Regions from separate parts of the Anser cygnoides genome. Here region 1 is linked to region 2. Evidence: chromatin contacts called from public Hi-C data. All regions are on one chromosome and are shown on one strand. The core of a region is the stretch at or near the end of the contact, and the rest is flanking DNA. Distances in the headings are between cores, read along the strand shown. Region 1 holds the start of ADAP1 (ArfGAP with dual PH domains 1). Region 2 holds the start of C15H7orf50 (chromosome 15 C7orf50 homolog).

Region 1 (2,700 bases), core at 113-2,612, 190 kb before region 2:
CAGGAAAAACCTGGGCTGAAATCGTGAAGTAACTGTTGGGTCACATCAGCGTGCAGAGCGACACAGAGAGATGTAACGACCACTGAGAACACCCTGAATGACTCCACCACCACTGGTGGGTTTTCAATCCCTTGTAGGTATAAACGTCACTTCATAATAATTAAGGATCATGGAAGCGTGAAATTTGATTTCTTTCTTCTGAAGATGCAGGAGATTATTTTAATAATTCTTACTCAGTATCACCAACAGAAAGCTCTTGTTCAGTGGTTTAATATAAAGCCTTTTAATATCTGTTTCAGCAATAAAATCTCTGCTTTCTATAAATGTACTAATATCACCAGAAGATACAATTTAACCAGTGGAATGAAGCAGAATAAAAATATGCAGCAGGGACCGAACATTCTTTTCAAATGGGGACCTGCTCTGAACTATCTGTAGTCTGTTCAACCAGATTAGACCCAAGCAACAATTTAAATCTCATCTCCACCCCTCAATATGAAGAGCAGAAAATATTCCTTCACCCTTTCCTGGATGTCTAGGAACACAGAGATGCAGAGAGAGGAGCAGAACCAAAAAGAGTAGAAACAGAGCATAGAAATGGCAGGATGGATCAAACAGAGGACACCAAATAAAGGAGAGCGTAAAACTGCCTTGGCAAACCGTGTGCGCGTCCCTATCTGCAGGCCCTGCCCCTAAACCTTGCTGTTGGGAGAGCAAGATACAGAAAGAAATGATTTGATGGGTTTAAAACAAACAAACAAAAAGGGTGTGGTCTGGAAAGACAGTGAAAATACATCCAGAAGATTTGTGAATCTATTGACTGCCTGAAACACATTTCCAGGGGAGCTAACAGGCCAAGTTATTTTGGCCTAAACTCAGTATCAATTAAGAAAGACTCATTTGCATTAAAAATAGTATTAGCTCTGATAATTTATGGTAAGTTGTACAAACACCTTCAAGGGATCTCAAAGCCATACTCAGATGTGATTTAAAATCTACCGTACAGGCTGGTGCATCGCATTCTCAAAGTAAGGGCTGCACCTATGTGTTTTGGAATGAAATACTCTATTTCCTAGATAAATAGCTTCAATCTATTTAAGATTTTTTGTTTGGTTTTGACATAACTCATGTTTTTAAAAGAAAAAGTCCAGCCACATTTATAAGTACAACTCACGTTTACTTCGAAGACTAATAAGCATCATTGCCATCTGCACTCCGATGACCGACGGATGTGAAAAAGCATACGGCAGCTCTGAGTGAAGAAATGAAGATGCACATAATGAACACCTGCTGGTTAAGTGATGAAGTAAAGTTAGGTGAACATTGTTGGCACAGCAAAAAAAAGCAAAATCACTACTGGCGACCCAACTACAGACTCGTGTCTGGAATTACAAATAATCTGCCAACAGCAATGAAGGTAAGAAGACTGGAAGAAAGACCCACAAAAAACAAACCCAAGTATTTTCTATAGCTGGGTGAGAAGGAGATCAGCCTAAAGGTAGGAATTAATTCCAGTATTTAATAAAAAGCAATTTGCAAGTACCACAACAGCTTTATTTCCACCTGACAAGTAACTGCTGTAAGCATACTAGTAACACCACATGTAAGACTACAGTTCGAGATCTACACAATAAAGGTGGGGGGTTTTGTTTGTTTGCTTTTGTTTTTTAAAAACAAGAGTTTACTGTTTTTGCAGAGGCGTGGAGAACACTTCAGGCAGCAGTTGTTTTCTCCCAGGTAAAGTTCTCATGGATCTTCAAGAGTAGACTAGAGAATTTAAAAGAAAAAAAGCTAAGAAATACTTCAGGAAAGTAAACAAAGGCAGTCCTTTCCGAAGTGAGCAAAATGTTATTTTAGGAAAGAATATTTTGGAAGAAAGGTTCCGTCACGAAACACTTCCTATTGCAATACGCACAGAAGTACAATATGTACTACGTAAGAGTTGTGCTTTCCATACACGAAGAGCAAAGTTGTCTTTCTTCATTATGACTTCTCAGGTTTTGCTTCTGATTTCTCATCTATCAGATCTTTAAATCCCAATTTTTCCAGTGGTTCGTTAGCCATAAGTTGCCTAAGTTAAAAACAACAGAACAAAAACGTTTTGCAGAACACAGTCTGTAACCAAGAGAACAACAGCATTTTCTATTTCACTTCGTGTTATTTCCTGTAAAGAAATCCAAGACATCTGTAGAGTGACTGTCACTTGGCAAAGCCTCAGAAACCTCAGTCTGGGGAAAGCAACATTCACACACATACACATATATACGTATATATATACACATACACACACAATCGGAAAATTGCTGTTAAAATGAGTGTGTTGTTGTCTTCTGATATTAGATATTGAAAGAGTTTTCTCAGAAGCTGACCTTTTGGTTAACTTAATTAACAGACTCTGTAAGAGCTTACTAAGATTCTACTTGTGTCATTTACTGCATTTCTAAGCGAACGTGGTTTACAACATCGGTGGTGCTATTATACTTTGCTGCTGTGCTTTTCCCGTTTGGGTTTGCAGCCTCACCACCTGCCCATGCAATACCCGGGTATCTCAGCGCCCTTAGTAACACCCCCGTCCGTTTCCCGAAGGGCGCCCAGCCTCACCACAGAGCAGAACCCACTGCAAATCAAAGCCAGAACGGCGACACCCCTTTAAAAACCAAAGGGCGCCGCGGTGGGGCCGGGGGGAAGGGGCAGCCGCCC
Region 2 (2,700 bases), core at 117-2,616:
CACATTCAGAAATCAGACACACCTCATGATTTTGGCTGAGTTTATCTTTCCATTTTCACTCTAGGTAGATCATATCTGAGGAATCACTGCACTGAATCTCGTGGTACGTTCAGGTTCGGTGCTGAACACCACAGGTAATACCACAGGTAACTGTTTTGTTGAATTAAGCAGTCAAAGCTGGGATAACCTACCTGCAGGCTCTGTTTCATTTTCTTTGGCTCACTTTCTGATTCCAGCTCTCCCTTTGGGGCCACGCGCTGCTTTAGCTTTTTCCTTTTTTCCTCCTTCATTTCTTTGCTTTGTGTATTCTTTTTTGCCATTCTGGAACAGAATGTTATGCAATTATAAGCTGCCAAAGTGCAACTAGAACCCTATTTATTTATTTATTTATTTATTTTAGATGCCACTACAAAAGTGCAATTAGGACCCTTTTATTTATTTTAAATAATTTTAATTTATTATACATGCCAGAGAAGCATATACTGACAGGCTACCCTATAACCCCAGCATCTCGAGAGTCACATCTGACTGCCTAACCACACCAACACCCGTTAGCGCCGAACCTGGACCAGCTCGGATGAATTTCCCCTCTTCCCTCAGGATCACGCTCCGGTTGCTCCCCACCGGGACCCCACAGCCTCGGTGCCGCCCGCTCCCGAAGCCGGCACGGCCACGCGGCTCCCGCTCTGCCTGCCGGCGGCCGTTACCCTGCCTTTTACACCGGCACGAGGGCGCGGAGAGGCCCACGGATCCTAAAAGATCCCAAAAGATCCCCGCGGATCCCCCTCAGCCCGCCCCGGCCCGGCCGCCCCTCAGCGGCCACGCGAGGAGCGGGTGCACGCGGCCCCCTCACGCACCTCTCACCCACGCTCCCCGCCGCAGCCCACCCCCTCCCTGCCATTGGCTGCAGCAAACGGACCGGGCGCTCTCGGTTGGCGCTCGGAGCTGCCAATCCGGTAACTGTCCAATAGGAAGGCGAGGTGCGGTGTTGCACGCCCGCTCGGAGGGAGCGTGCTGAGGCCGGGCCCGGCCGGCTTTTTTGGTGTGACGTCAGCTCCGCGCGCCGAGGTGGCCCCCCGGGGAGGGCGGTCCCGATGCGGGAGGGAGGCGTGGCCTCAGCGCTAGCCCCGCCCACCGTTGCCGGGGTGACCGTTGCCAGGGCGACGGCCGCCGGGCCCGGGGCCCACCCGAGGCCTACGGGGCCCACCGAGGCCTGCGGGCCCCGCGGTGCTCCCCCACCCCGGCCCTGCCCAAGCCTGGCCCCGGTGGGCGGCCACCCCCGGCGTCCCCCACACAACCCCGCGCTGCCACCCCCCTCATGGGCTAGCACAGGGGCTTTCGGCTCCCCAGGGGGCGGTGTTGCCTGCTTCAGTCAGCAGACCATAACCACTCCGCGTCTGGAGCAGCCCTGTGGGGCTCTGAGGGCAGGGCACAGGCAGCCGCTGAGGTGTGGGTGGGTGAGAAACATCGCCCAGCACATGGGTTCCTGGAAACCTACCGGCTTCCATTTGCTATAAATACTTACCATGTGCACAAACATCTCCCCGGTGATTTAAGGGCAGGAATATTTACTGAAAACAAATGAGTCACCGGAGCATTTTTAAGTAACAGCCTGACACAGGGGTTTCAGCTTCCAAATGCTTTGACCCCAGTAGTTGAGGTGCCAGCAGACGCTGGCAGCAATAACTCAATAGTATTACACATACCCATGTGAAGAGGTAAACCTTTATACTTCTTTCTCCTGTCCAGACTGAGGGAGGTCACAACCATTGCTATGGTACACTATGTACACTAGTACACTATGGGGAACTCATCGCACAGCTGTCAGGACCCACTGCTGCTCCCCCTGTAAACCCTTCCCCACACCAGGACACACAGCACAGTTTGGGAACACATGTCCAGTTGTATTTTGTACAGAAAGATTATAAAAGTCCCATAACTAGCACTGCGTTAGGAGTGGGTTATGGCACTAGAGCACACAAGATAATCGCTAGGTGGTGGTATCTAAAATTAGAGCCATAATTTAGGCTTTTGTTCCAATGTGAATGGGAAAAGCATGTTTTCTGTGCTTAGAGTGCCTTGAATAACAATCGTTTTATTACACATCCTATTGTGACACCCTGTGGTTAAACACAGTATTACAAATACTGCCAAATCACTATTTAGACCACACGATTGCATAAAACGAGGCTAAATGGAACTAGCAGTGGTAATTTGTACCTGCCAACTTCAGACATAGTTTGGCCAACTATGACCTTCCATATAACTTTAATCATTCTCCAAAAAACATGTCAATGTATGAGAAGAAATCACATTGGACAATAGGGAGTAGCACACTTTTTTTTTGTTGTTCCACATTTGCTAGAAATTCTTATCTTTGCCCTTTCAGATAAAGGGTCTACAAGTCAATACGTTGGTCATTTGTGTTATTCCTGTAAGGGACCATAAATCCACATTTTTTTGGATTATGAATGCTCCCTAAGAATTAAGTCTCTTCAAATAGAAATGAGAAGCACACAACAACCTTCGCACAACTGCAGTAGACCCCCAAGGTTGTATAAGCCATATGTGTTAACTGCAATCATGCGCACATCTCTTGCGCTATTATCAAAGATTATTTTTCCCAGGTCAAATAACACAGCATTCTCAGCTACGTAAACTGCTGTTCCTCCCACCTCATGAAAATGAGGTTGGGAACTC

Evidence for each region. A called contact is a pair of places that touch in the nucleus more often than the background predicts.
Region 1: a contact with region 2 is called in a Hi-C map of liver, with 2.9 times the contacts expected there. The contact joins the promoter of ADAP1 here to the promoter of C15H7orf50 in region 2. A contact is called at or near these places in 2 of 7 Hi-C or Micro-C datasets (both in liver).

The regions. Positions count from the first base shown.
Region 1 is chr15:6,207,623-6,210,322 of Taihu_goose_T2T_genome, reverse strand. It overlaps ADAP1 (ArfGAP with dual PH domains 1), which reads right to left and starts at 1,362. Exons shown (of 12, transcript XM_048063642.2): 1 at 1-1,362. COX19 (cytochrome c oxidase assembly factor COX19) reads right to left here. Exons shown (of 3, transcript XM_066977484.1): 3 at 1,533-2,071. The coding sequence ends at 1,984.
Region 2 is chr15:6,022,569-6,025,268 of Taihu_goose_T2T_genome, reverse strand. C15H7orf50 (chromosome 15 C7orf50 homolog) reads right to left here and starts at 1,366. Exons shown (of 5, transcript XM_048063622.2): 1 at 858-1,366; 2 at 192-321. The coding sequence starts at 901.